3 separate regions of the Mus musculus genome follow, and all the other regions are linked to region 3. The links are chromatin contacts, called in public Hi-C maps. All regions are on one chromosome and are shown on one strand. Each heading gives the region's core, a stretch centred on a gene start, on an enhancer-like site or on the middle of the called end of the contact. The rest is flanking DNA. Distances are from core to core; before and after follow the strand shown.

Region 1 (4,627 bases), core at 1,663-4,162, 190 kb before region 3:
TTAGCTTATGCCATAAACTGAATGGGTTGAGACCCTTGCAACGTAGCTCTGCTTCAGTGAATAATATAACTACAGATCTCTTTTATTATTCTATAAATACCATGCCTTTCCTTGAACTAATATTGTGTTCATTATTATGTCCTACAGAAATTATTTTCTAGTGTCACTACAACATTTCATATATCAAATGAACATTTCTAAATAGTACATAAATGAATGAATTATAAAGAACATACCTTGGAACAAAAAGATATGTTGAAAATGATCTCAAAAGCCCAATCTCACTACCAAACTCTACCCAGGTATTTTTACCTCTTGGCCCAAAGAAAGAATGAACAAATTTTGTGAGTGTGTATCTGTGTATGTGTTTCTGTGTTTGTATATTTGTGTGTGTGTGTGTAAAGAGAGAGAAATGGAAAGAAACACACAGAGAGAAACACAGAGAGAGAAACACAGAGACACAGAAACAGAGAGACAGAGACAGAGAGGAAGAAAACAGCCTCAATCATTGACTCAAAGACATGACATAGAAACATAAGGTGTTGAACTCTGGGCTTTTTACTAATTATTTCTTCACCTTGCCTGATAAATATCAGTCCTTCTCAACTATTTTGTCAATAATATATACTTATAGTTTTTATCCTAGCTGTTTAGAATATTAACTGAGAGAGAGCCTAGAGGCCCCCAAGGATAATAATCAGCATACAGAAAAAGCTACTATAGGTTAATCTTCCTGAAACAAGCAAGATTATTCTTTAGGTCCTGAAGTGATGAACCCTTTTCTTTGAAGGGTTTCTGTCTTAGCATATCTCCTTTGCAAAGACACTTTCACAAAGAAGCTAATGAAAACAGGTAAGATGTTTGATACAGAAAAGCATTTGCTCCGAAGCAGTCTGTCAGGAAAATGCATGCTCTACATGTCCACCATGATGCTAAAGGTCTGAAGAGGTAATGAGGGCAGACGAAAAAGGAATGAGATCGAGAACAGTATGACTCAGGTGTGGTGGTCTGTTCATTAAGAGCTGTAATATGCTGCAGACTTTGTTAGTGGTGTTCCTGTGAGGACTGGGGGTTTCTGGGTATATGAAGTGGATGACACTTAAACATACCATGGGACAGATAAAGAATGAAACAGCTACAGGGTAGAGAGAAGCAAGTCAAAGTGAGAAAAAAAGCACAGACGTAGCAATGCTTGGCTCCCATTTTTTCCGATCACTGTTTCTGAGCAACACATCTATCTAGACAAGGCAATACTTCTGGTCTTTGCCCCTGGTAGACACACAACTCTATGAAGAGACAAACGACTGGAAACTTGAACTGGTGTTCCAGATTAATGCTTCACTGATGCCGAGAATTATTACCATGATATCCCATACCTGGGATACTAGACCTACAGCAGCAGTGCTCTTGGACATTTACCTGGAAAACCAATATCTAACATCATCTGGGAGGTGAGAGTGAAGGACTTCACACATATTGTTTTCTCAGCACAGGTAAATGTTTGGGAAAATCTTTGAATTTAACAGAGAAAAAAAGTACTGCATAAATTGTGGTCAAAAGAACAAAACAAAACAAAACAAAACAAACCATTGCTTGGCTTTCCATATTCCCTGGGAGCAGCTGCTGATGTCCCTCTAATTTTAGCTGCTATTGCTTTGAGCTAAACTTTCCATTTTTATTAAAAAAAAATCTCAACTTTGAGTCTAGAGGATTACAAGAGGCTGTGCTTTTGATTTTTAATAAAAAGCGAGCATTTACCTCTGAACAGTAGCAGCAAGAAAGGAATTAAACCCGAGGCTAGTGATCTGACCTTTAGAGGGGTGCCGATCCAGAGGGAGATGAGGAATTTAACACATATCCTTTTCTTTCTTATGTACACACTTTCCAGCTAGGATTATTTTTAATATATTTATGTAAGTGGAAAATGATTTGATTTTTGGAAATTTTTTTTCTTTTATGATCACTCTGACTAGTTGACTACAAGACTCTCTGAGTGGAATGCAAGTTTTTTATGTTTGAGTCATATGCCCTCTGAATTCTAATGGTATCGACTTTTAGGTATAGAATAGGAACTGTTGTCATATCATTACGTCTACATCAAGTTCTACTGAACGGACGCTCTGACACGATGCTAGTAAAAGTGGTCAGACCAACATGACTGATAAAATATTACTTGCATCTGGGTATAAGTATCCTTAGACTATAATCTGTTAATAAATAAAGTACAGTATATTTATATATTTATATATACATATATATTAAATATAGTAACTTTAGCTCAATTTGCATGTGATTTTCCTATAAACAGACTATGATCTAAAACAAATGCTTTGATTTCAGTAAGGATGGTCTGTGACCCATAAATTCTGCTAGCAAATTACTATTTGCCTTGGTTCCCTCTCTAACATATTCTATACAAGCAGACCATGTCTCAGCCAAAGGATTTTTCTGAAACCCTCCTTTTTATTTTCCCATTCGTTACTCCTGCTTCTGTGGACAGTGTCAGGTGGATACCATTGAGGTTGAGCGTCTGTGCTCCTATTTGAAATCATTCATAATTTTAATTTCCTCTGTCAAATGGATCACTACTCTTACAGTATTTAATTATCCTTATCATCTAAATGCCATGCCTTCAGAGACAGCATTTAAAGAAGCTCAAAAGACCATCAGAGTATAACATGTTTCAAAGAGTTCTGTTTTCATGAATTTTGCCTTCATGTGGATATTGTCAGTAATTACATGTGTACAGTAATGACTAACTGCATTGTGTTTAATTACTTTTGATATTTACCTTTTATTGCAATTTTTTTAAGTAGAATTCTTTCTTGGAGGCAATTAAGAACAAAGGATAGTCAGTAAAGGCCAGGCTGACAGTTGGCCTGGCAGAAGCACAAGCTTGCTGTGTGAGGGATGGCAATGTGGGGACAGACTGTGGACTTGGAGAAGGTCAGCCTGGAAGAACTTCAGAGATCATCTAACCTCTTTCTTCTGGTGGGGAGGCTCAACAGAGCATACGTGTCTGCATCTGTGACTTGATGTGGAATCTTCAGATGAGTAATTTAATTTCTGGGTGCCTGATCCACAGAATCTACGAATAACCCCCAAATTCCCATTAGTGTAGTAGATGCTATCCAAAGGAATTATAGGACTTGGCATCCTTTGCCTCTAACAGAGATAAGAGCGAGTGCTTTATTTCTGACTTTACAGAGGACATTTGTATTGACAGGTTAAATGCAGACTTCACTGAACTCTTAAGAAAAATAGATTCTCAATCTAGTCCCCTACATGTGAACCCGTTTCTCTACTACTGATTAAAATTAGAATGCTCAAGCTATATATACCACCTTCCTTTCTCACTTTAGCATCACAAAGGATGTGCTGGACTCTGATTTATCATTCCAACCTTGCTCTTAAAAGCTACCCAAACATCCTGTGGCCAATGTGCCTGACCTTTCCTCAACTTTCATTGTCCTTTCTTTCATCTATGGCATTAAGTCCTATACTGGCCTCCACATTTTATAAGAACAATTATTTTCTCTGCCATTGTAAATACTACCCAGTTTTATTTTTATCTCGATACTCTTTGCATGTATACATTATCATTCAACATCCATTTATTATCACGTTCTCTTTACTAGGTACTTTGCAAAGCATATAGAGAACCTTCATGAATATGAAATGACTCGCAAAACAGCCTAAATAGCATACCAAGATTAGAACCCTTGAAAAGCACACGGTTATGTGACATAATATGAATTCCAACCCAGCAGTAAACATAGCTGGCCAGTGGTTTCAACTCTGCATTCTCTGCTTCAGTAAGACCTATGATGGACCCTGATTATTTAGACTTTCAGAACTTAACTCCTCATTGAAAGTTCAAGGCACTGTGTCCATTGTTCTTGTTCTTTGTTTCTCCTTGCTAGTCGTTTCTTACTTAGTCTCTCCATACAAATGGTCATTCTCCTTGACACAGTGATTTTGTTGAAATTTTATCCTCTATTACTAATATCGCCCTTCATCAGACATAGATGTCCAAGCTGTTGAATCTTCTTTGCTCTGAGCACTTGGAATCTTATCTGAATTAGTGAGTTGTTTCCCTATGAATGAGGTCAATTTCCGAACATGTCGTTAAGGTTTCAAACATTAGTTTTCTATTATGTACTAAAGACAGTGTATTTGGCAGCTCAGTTCTGAAGTCTGTGTTCGTCATTTTCTAGTGAAGTGATAGGTCCATGATTCTATTTAAGAGGATATGATTAGTATAGGAACAATGGACTTCAGGGAAGGAGAGTGTGAATGAGACTAGACATTCTGGTACATTTGTGAAGCTATTTCATTCCTTAAAGAGGATTTAGGAAGGCATAGATGGCTTCTGGCATACTGGAGGCCTAGTGGGGAGAGTGTTGGCGGGAAAGATTGAATTATGAATATGAGCAGATGGAAAGGTACATTCACCAAAATTCTGGAGGCTAGGTGTCTGGAAGTCTATTTAGGGAGATTGAAAGTCATTCAGTTTAACATATCAGTAATAATCCCTATATCACAATATGGGAAGAACTCTGGACAATTAGGGTGATAGACTCAAGGCCCACTCTCCTTTGAAACGTAGGGTCATTCTGTTTTGGAT
Region 2 (4,396 bases), core at 464-2,963, 160 kb after region 3:
AGTAGCAGTGGCTTCCCTTTTCCTTTTATCCCTTTCTCCCGTCTGAGTCCTTCTTTATCAGGCTGCATCTCTCCATCTGTGTGTTCTTTGCCTGTGCTTTAAGTATTTCACCTCTGCAAGCAGATAGTGATCTCATTTCGGGTTTTCAATGTTCATCTATTCATGTTTTGTTCTGTATGTATACTTTGATTTCAAGTAAATTTGGTCATCATCAGTCCATTACTAATTGTGAAAATCAGAATTATCCTCCCAACATCGTGCATTGTAAAAGTATTCATTGTCTCAGCAGCCCAAATTGCCTTCAACAAGATCAAAGGGAGGCCATAGGTGAGGTTTGTTTGAATTTTTCTCTGACATTTTTCCCTCCACCTCATGCTTCTCTCAGTTCTCTTTCTTCTCTCTCTCTCCCTCCCTCTCATCCTCACTCCCTCTCTCCCCCTCCCTTCCTCCCTCCCTTCCTCCCTCCCTCCTTCCCTTCCTTCCTTCCTTCCTTCCTTCCGTCCTTCCTTCCTTCCTTCCTTCCTTTCTCCTTTTCTCCTTCTCTTCTTCTTTCTCCTACCCTTCTCTTCCCCATCCCTTTGATTCTTTATCATAGTCATCTTTATCTTCTTCTTTCATTTTTCTTTTAGGGCTACCCTTTTACTCTAGACATTACTCACTTCTTATGATCTGTGAAATGTAGAGTATTTAATACCTTGATGTTATCTCCAAAAGATATGGAGTATTTGCATGGTAAGTATACAGTTAACAATCTCGATAACCAGAGTTCACTTACTTCTTGTTTTTCTTCCCCATTATAAAAGGAACAAAATGTCTTTCTTAGACACCTTTTGGGTTTCAAATTTTGTAGAAAAGTGCCAATGAATAGTTTAGAATAATCCTAAAGGGAAAAGTGATTCATGATTTGGAAGAGGTTGGTCAAGGACAGCTAGTCAATCACACTCTCTGATCTTGAGGTTCTTTATCTGAAAATGGGGACTTGTTTATCTTCAGTCATTGTTGAGATTATCAAACTGTAGTTTGATATATTAGTGAGTCTTATAAATTATAAAGTATTATTCATGCCCATTATATTTTCTTTCAGAAAGCAATATTTAACAGAACCATGAGTTGGCCTGAAGGACATAGTTATGAAAAGGACATAACTACAATCTCCCTATTTAAAAACTAAAGCCACATCCTTCACTTCTCAGAACTGGGTCTTTGGGGATTTCATTTAAAAGACCATTCAGAAAGAATGCCCATTGGGTCTGTTATCAAATCTACCAATTTCTTAAATAACAGGATTAATTTGTTCATAAAAGAATACCTTTCCAGTGCATTGATTTAGCATCTTTACTTACTTTATAAATGGGATCACTGGAGTGTTCTCCAACCATCTTTTGAAATGTAATCTTGAAAAGAGGAAAGAAGAGAGAGAGAAAAAAGCTAGAAAGAAACAAACATTGTTGAAGGGGCTTTTTGAGAAGTCAAGGTGTTAAATACTACAGAGCTTACTGTGGATGGCTTGTACTTTAGAAATCTCTGTTTTGAGAGAAGGAGGATTATTTGGTGGCTTCAAAGGTGTTTATTCTTGAATATTCGTCTCAGTCATCATCTATACACCATCTCATCCTTCCTCTGCCACATCTTTGAATTTCTTTCCATTCATCATGTTCCTACCCTTACAGAGTCACTGAAGCTGAGTGGTGAGAGAGCATCATCCTCTGGCTGATTCCAGCTCATCCTTTGCTTTCAAACTGCAAGGTTGTCACAGAGTTCTGCTTTAGTCCTCTGCCTTGGTCTTCAGTACAAATCAGAAACATGCTAACACCAACCCCTCCTACTAGTTACAGACTTCTATTTAAAGTATCTTTCCATAAAGCTCCTTTCTTACACGCGTTCTCACGACCGGCCAGGAAGAACACCACAAACCAGAATCTTCTGCGGCAAAACTTTATTGCTTACATCTTCAGGAGCAAGCGTGCAAGCCTCAAACCCCCCATTGCTTACATCTTTAGGAGCCAGAGCGCCAGAGCGCCAGAGCGCCAGAGCGAGAGCTCTATATTTTACATCTTTAGGAGCAAGAAAGCAAGCCCCAAGCCCCAAGCCCAAAAACGAAAGCGAAACCCCTTCCCTCTTAAGGAGAGTTATCCTTCGCCTAGGACGTATCACTCCCTGATTGGCTGCAGCCCATGGCCGAGTTGTTGCCACGGGGAAGGCAGAGTACATGGGGTGGAGAAATACCCTTGGCACATGCGCAGATTATTTGTTTACCACTTAGAACACAGCTGTCAGCCCATCTTGTGACGGCGAATGTGGGGGCGGCTTCCCACACTCCTTGATGTATCTTATGATTGTATCTCAGACACAAAATGTCCTAAAAAAAGATCCCAAAATCCACTGGGAAATTTTCTTATGGCTCGGGAATACTTCATATGCCCCAGTATAGGGGAACTCCAGGGCTAAGAAGTGGGAGTGGGGGGGGGTTTAGGGGAACAGGGCGAGGGGAGGGTATAGGGAACTTTCAGGATAGCATTTGAAATGTAAATAAAGAAAATATCTAAGGAAAAAAAGATGCCAAGGTTGTAAAGTTCACAAGTAGATTTATTTATTTATTTATTTATGATCCCTTAATATCTTTCACTATCAAATCTTCCCATATTTACTTACAAAACATATGGCAAACCTGAACTTCACATTATTCTTTTTGCCTTCCCTACCAGTCTAATGGAAGACATCATTCTTCCTTCCCTTGTGGTATTATTCCCCTGGAAGGACTTCCCACATCTACCCCACCTACCCCATCTCAACCCTAATCTGTTCTTAGAGATTGCTGCCAAATTAATCTTCCTAAAGTACAATTTAAATCATGTCATTCTACTACTCCAAAATGTTTAATTGCTTTTTATTATCCATTGAATAAGATCCAAACTCCTTAAAATAACATTTAACACCCTCCACCATCTGGTGATGTCCCACATTTACAGACATAGCTCCCTTCTCCCTCTTCCAAATATCTAATGCTGCATTCAGACTATAACACGTCCTTCTGCTTGTCTCAATTCATTTACTCATCCCATCCTCTTCACAGTAATGTTCCCTCTTCTCCTTGTTCTCTATGGGTATTTAGCAGAGGGCTCCAGCAGACAATAACACATAATTCAAAATAAATTGAGCAATTGGCATTGCCATGCTGAATCCTCCCAATTATCCTATTACATATCTACTGTTTCCAAACTTTTACCAGCAAATATGCTGAGGTGTGTATGGTTTTGTTAATTACTACAACTAGTATAGCTTTCTATATTTGTTCATATTAAAGTCATTGTTTCAAACCTGAATCCACTTGAAAGATTTGTTTTATTTTTAATTATGTGTATGTATGTGCACATCTGTGTGGGCTATAAACAACTGAACCAGCTCTTCTGCCCAATCCAAATATTACAAGTGCTTCTGTTCTTTCAAGTAAACAACTTGACCCCTGGCTTAATTTCGAAGATATAATTTCAGGAAAAAACTTAATAATAACACATTAAACACTAATAAAAATGTTGCTTCCTTGGTTCATTCATTTACATACAATTTACATGCAAAAAATCCCATGTTCTTGGTGGATTGCTCTATGAGCCTAGTAGCTCTATCTCTGGCCTCCTGTGCTCTCCTTTGAGTGGCATCTCTAGCTCTGGGCTCCTGCACTCTCTTTGAGTGGCATCTCTAGCTCTGGGCTCCCTGAACTCTCCGTTGAGTGGCATCTCTAGCTCTGGGCTCCTGCACTCTCTGTTGAGTGGCAGTTCTAAAGTTTTTGTTTCTGGCATTGTCTTTTCAGAGTCAGGTGATTTACTTTTGTGTATTCTCCAAGTAGTCTGACTTAATTTTGTCATTTTTTTTTCCTCTTTACCCCAAATTTCTTTAGGAGTGCTGAATGTTGTTAATATGATTTTTGGTAATTACCTGAATCTTCTTTAGAATATAATTTTAATTATGAAATGAAAATTTGAAGTTTGTCCAGATAATTTAAAAGCTGTCATTAATTATAATCATAATCCATAGATTCCTCCCTCATACACACACACACACACTGGGAGAGCTTTCTGATTAGTATTCTGAGTGAATGAAATATATATAATTAAAGCTATTTAATTCATCTTTATCTGCTGGATGCATAGACTTTATGACATATATTGTTATATAGCCTTGACTATTTCAGAAAATATGCCTTCACTAATGCAGTCACACAAAAAGATGACTTTTTGAAGAAGCCCCCTTTCTAAACCACTGCTGGCATATGATTTCCTTACTCTTTATTGAACAATATTAATTTATTAACATGTTAAAATTAACATTCATAATAATAGCTTTCATTCGGGGACTCTGTGCACATACAGTACTTCACTTTGTTCTCCTTCTGCCTCTG
Region 3 (5,023 bases), core at 1,460-3,959:
TTTGCTTTCCTTTCATGAGCAAACTTGGCTCACCACTCCATCTATTAAGAATTGGGATGATACTCTTGATTGTAGGCTCTAAAATCCCAGCAAGAGCTGAACAGCAATGACATCGCTGAGAGAACACGCCTGGAGGTGAATGGTACTCTGCCTGCTGAGAGGTCCCTGCACCATCCATTTAGAGAAAATAGTAAAGGCCGACTGACTTTTTTCTACTTATAAATATTGACTTTTTCCTATTTATAAAGCAATGCATTATGATTTCCCTAATATTGTTTGAAATGGAAGATTGATGCTTAATGCTATAGCAACAACCAATCCACATGTGACTAAGAGCAACCAGGAGGATGCCTGTGTTTGTATTTACATTCATGGATGGTACAGGAGGAGATCGGCGAGTGCTGAGTAATGAAAGCCATGAAATCTTTAACCTGCCTGACTTAATAATTATTTTTCAGCCCTGCTGATCCTCTACACTTTTGCTACTCAAAGTGTGGTCCTTGTCATCACTTGAAGGCTTGTTAAAGTTATGGCATCTCAGGACCTACTACTGAACTACTGCAGTGAATCTGCTTTTTAACAAGATCCCTGGGTAATTCCTGTGCAAGGAACTGCTCTCTGCAGCCAACTCCTTTATTAGAATGGTCAGACTCTGTTTTCCAATGTTCTTGCTTTGAGAATATTTTCCTAGTTTTATCTTGGTTCCTTTAAGATCCTTGCTTGAAAAGGGCTGGGAGAATTTGTTTATAGTCAGGCAAAAAATGTAGACCCCTGCTTTTGTGGGTTTCCACTGTCATTTTATAAGGGCATTCTCATCTAGGATAATGCAAGCTTGATCATCTTTAACATGAAGTATGAGGTTTTCCCCTGTATGATATAATTTATTTTATGCTTATTAAAGGTTTCTAATTCACACTTCAGTAAGATCAATCAATAATTTTACAATAAAATTGATTGACTGAGGCTGCCATAAAGGTAAAGATCATTTAAAACCTTGCGCTGTATTTTTTTTCTCAGCATAAAAAATGATTTTGACTATTTCTCAGAGGCTTCTTGTATCAAATGTAACTTCTTGGAGATGAAAAGTCCTAATATATATGTAGCTTTTATAACTAACTAATTAAAGACTTAGATTTTTTGATAATTCTCGTATCAGTATCTATCACCATACTGCTTTCTAACAAAAGAATATCCTCAGTATATTTGAGTTGATTACATTGAATCTATAAATAAATATATTGATAACAATTCCCCACTCCTCCCAAAAATAGAAAAAAAAACTACCTGGAGAGAGAGAGAGAGAGAGAGAGAGAGAGAGAGAGAGAGAGAGAGAGAGAGAGTGAGTTTGGAGGAGCACAGTTATCAGAAACTGAATGATTATCAGCTACCACTAGAATCAAGAGGAGCCAGGGAGGAAAGGTTCTTCCTTAAGACCTTCAGAGCCTCGTCAATAACTTTAACCTTCAATTTCTGTCTTCAAAATCCCTGGAGAAAATTCTGTTGATTAGATGACCGAGTCTGTGGTCATTTGTTATAAATGTCCACAAGAAACTAATGAGCTACTAAGTCTGAGTCTTGATCACAAAACCGTAATCATATTTCAAATGGAATCTTCTGATCCGTTTTCTATGAAGAAAGAGACATATGGAGAACATCCACTGTCAAAAGCATGTAGGTGAACAAGCAGAGATTACCCACATACAATTGTTGAATGTTGTCAAGAAAGGGAAATAAATGCGAAGGACAATATTTAAGCACCCTTTGGAACTGCATGGGGCATAGAGTTAACAGAACCAATGATCTAAAGAAATTGTGCTTTGAAAGAGCCATAACCTTTGATTTATGACATTTTCAATACTCAAAAGTGGTAAGTTTAGTTCAACAATGGCAGCCAAACCCAGGGTCTTTGCAGTATTAGCGTTCTAACACTTTGTTATTGTACTTGAAAGTACACTCTTACCTTCTAAGAAGACTTTATACTATTCTGCTACAGCCAAAGAGAAGGGAAGGAAACACTCTAAGGTCTGGCTGAACCAGAGACTGTAAATTGTTCTTCACATGCCTCATTCTCTTACCAAAGCTTCATGTCTAGAGGTAGAAAATATATTGATCTATTAGGAGTATGAAAGAAATGGGTAGTTTTGAAATTGTTCTCCCTCCATGTCATTAGTGGGATTCTTGCCACCATGTAACCCCACAAATCAGCACCCAAATTCAATGCCAAACTTTCTCAAAAACCGTAACTCATTAAGCTTTAGTGCTCCTGAAGATAAGGACCTTGCTTGTGTAAGGCCATCAAACACCAATATTGACTCTGTAGGACATTTTTAAGGCTATTTATATCACAATAAAGGCACTTTATTAGTCTCATCAATCAAGGGAGTCCAAATTTCACCCTGAGATCAGTCTGCCTGAGCCTGTGGACCAGGGAAGGATGAGAAATTATAGGATGCATTATCTTCAATCTCATTTGAAACTTCCTAAATGAAACACCAGACAGGCACAGTTTATTGCTTATAAAATAAATGAAGGAGGTACTGCTAATGTAATAATGAAAGACTGGGCTTCTGGTTGTTTTTCCGCTCTTGACAGAGAGTTGGTGGTCAGCCAGCACAGTGATTACTGGTTTCCATAGTTAAAGACACAATACATCTGTCATTTGACCAAGATGAATGTAGTGGCCATTCAGGAGGACTGCACCCAGCTTGTAGCAGAGACCCAGGCTGCTGGTTTCTGTAATCTGTGACTTGGCATGTGATCCCATCATTCTCTGGGTCAGGGAAATACCATTCCACAGTCATTAAACAGTTCAACTCCAAGTCAGACCAAGTTAGGTTCAAATTCCACCTGACTTCTCTGAGCCAAGATCTCATCTGAACAACAGAAGATCACCATCTTCACATGGATTTGAATAATTAGCACAGATAATGCCTTATATATAGTACTCAGTGACTGCTTTCTTAAGGATATCAGTGTTAATGCATTTTACCTTTAGTCACATGTCCATGGACAGCTGATATCAGAAGTTAAGCAGATGGGGAAGCCTGTCAGATTAAGGACATCGATTGTAGCATCCATCAGACTGGAATCTTCCCCTCAGCTAAAAGATGAGTTGTTCAGTAATGAATTTAGTTTCTCTGAGTTTTAGTTCCTTAAGCTATAAACAGTTATTAACATAAAAATGGCACCCCCTAAAAGTTGTTATATAGACCAAATGGAAAATTCACAGTGGTAATGTATATGCTAAATGTTCTCCATATGGCTATAGTGCCTCATAACAATTAACAGTATATCAGCAGCACTCTTAAACAGTTATTGAGAAGTCAGTGGATTTTTAGCAATAAATGTTAATGAGTGTGTCCAAAAAATTATAAATTTTATACAGTTTATACATTAACTCAGAAAAATGTCTGTTGAGTGCCTCCTATGGGGTTTCCTGTTCAATCACCTTAGGAACAAGATGAGGAAGATGAACCTGTCCTGTGCTTACTAGTGATAAAAGAATTAAAATAGGGCAGTATCAGAGTGATTATTGATAAACAAGTGTCTGATGTAGTTTGAACTAAGAAAGACCAAGCAATGCAAATATAAAGAAGGTGGTTGGCAAACTTTTAAGCAAAGGGCTATGCCAAAGCTGACAGGGAGAGAGAGAGAGAGTGAGAGAGAGAGAGAGAGAGAGAGAGAGAGAGAGAGAGAGAGAGAGAGAGAGACCATAAAATGATCAGGGTGTTACATCTGGGAGCTGATGGGGAAGGAGTGGATTGACATAATCTGATGTATGAGAGTCAGTCAGAGACAAGACCATATAAGGATAATGGTAAGAACTGCAATTCCACACAAAACATATAGCATAGTCACTGGATACTATTCATAGCTGGTAGGTATGGGTTATTATAGCCTGATTTTCCTTTATCAAACAATGAATCTGACCTTTGGACAGGAAGAGCTAGTTATAGATTATAGTGAATTACAGAAACGCATACCAAGGCAAGGGAGATGACAACACTGAATGAGGGTGGGATATATTCTGAAATATATTATCCTGATGAGTTTTCAAAAATAGTCTACTAAAAAAAAAAAAAACCAAGACTATCTTGAAAGAGTTCAATCAAGAAAATTTTACCTTCAAGTTTTGGGAGGCAACCAAAAGCAATGGAAATAGTTTATATTATTTGGGTAGTCTTGGACTCATGTGATCAACAACTCAAAGGGTGATTTTTTTCATGTCTGGCAATTTCGATTTTGTTAAATAATCTATGGCTGTTGGAGTGAACACTGTTAGCCATGTATTGTAAATCTATTTTAACAGTGCATATCTATCTAACTTCTCATGTATACACATGCCTGTTGTAGATAACCCTGGGGCTAATTATATTTGATGTTAATTCCATTCTCCTGTGAGTGGTTGCGAACACTGAGTCAGCACTCAGGTGATTTCCTGTAAACCTGCTTCCCACCTTAATTTGTAAAATAAGGAGAGCTGATGATTGGGCAGATAAAAGGGAAGGTGGATCAGAAGGTAGGGAGAGAGAAGGAGGAGAAAATGGAAGAGGGAGATGAAGAAAAGCAGAGCAGGAGCACATGGCCTGGAGAAATCACAAGTTCTAAGGGGTCTCATAAACTGTGGAAGATGGTAGTGTAGCAGTAGATCTGCCCAATCTAGGCACACAGCTTGTAATCATATTAACTGTTGTGTTTTCATTGTTGGGGCATATTCAGGAGGAGATTTACCACAACACATGCCTGTATTTTTGAGTAAGCTTACGAAATAATATGTTTGTCTAAGGTGTTTTTTTTTTTTTCCTAAAGATATCCTTAGTGATTTTTCTCTCCTTTTTCTTCCATCTTGCTTTGTGTTATTGTCCCCTGGGGTGATAATACTTATCTGGAAGTCTCCTTACTGAGAACTAGGCCTCTAGGTTCTAGAAGTTATTGTCCAAGCTGCCAGTGGAGAAAAGCAATCAATAGTCCTACATAATGATATAGATCACGAGAGAACCATGAGAATGACCAGAACAGAAAG

The links. Hi-C and Micro-C count contacts between places; a contact is called where the count stands out from the background.
Region 1: a Hi-C map of the N1E-115 cell line shows a contact between it and region 3, with 2.0 times the contacts expected there. The contact joins two enhancer-like sites.
Region 2: a contact with region 3 is called in a Hi-C map of the N1E-115 cell line, with 2.6 times the contacts expected there. The contact joins two enhancer-like sites. A contact is called at or near these places in 3 of 484 Hi-C or Micro-C datasets (the N1E-115 cell line, cerebellar granule neurons and cerebral cortex).

The regions. Positions count from the first base shown.
Region 1 is chr16:41,650,534-41,655,160 of GRCm38.p6, forward strand. The region is part of intron 1 of Lsamp (limbic system-associated membrane protein); the gene reads left to right. Among named protein-coding and RNA genes, the nearest start is that of Lsamp, 120 kb to the left of the region's middle. Within about 2 kb of position 2,913, at least 3 of the 459 cell types and tissues checked have an H3K27ac peak or open chromatin away from gene starts, as enhancers often do. A contact at or near this core is called in the N1E-115 cell line, where this site is marked.
Region 2 is chr16:42,001,403-42,005,798 of GRCm38.p6, forward strand. The region is part of intron 3 of Lsamp (limbic system-associated membrane protein); the gene reads left to right. It overlaps Gm52229 (splicing regulatory glutamine/lysine-rich protein 1-like), which reads left to right. Exons shown (of 1, transcript XM_030249356.1): 1 at 1-4,396. Among named protein-coding and RNA genes, the nearest start is that of Gm52229, 39 kb to the left of the region's middle. Within about 2 kb of position 1,714, at least 11 of the 459 cell types and tissues checked have an H3K27ac peak or open chromatin away from gene starts, as enhancers often do. A contact at or near this core is called in the N1E-115 cell line, where this site is marked.
Region 3 is chr16:41,837,567-41,842,589 of GRCm38.p6, forward strand. The region is part of intron 1 of Lsamp (limbic system-associated membrane protein); the gene reads left to right. Gm46551 (a long non-coding RNA gene) reads right to left here. Exons shown (of 2, transcript XR_001781926.2): 1 at 1-5,023. Among named protein-coding and RNA genes, the nearest start is that of Gm46551, 10 kb to the right of the region's middle. Within about 2 kb of position 2,710, at least 4 of the 459 cell types and tissues checked have an H3K27ac peak or open chromatin away from gene starts, as enhancers often do. A contact at or near this core is called in the N1E-115 cell line, where this site is marked.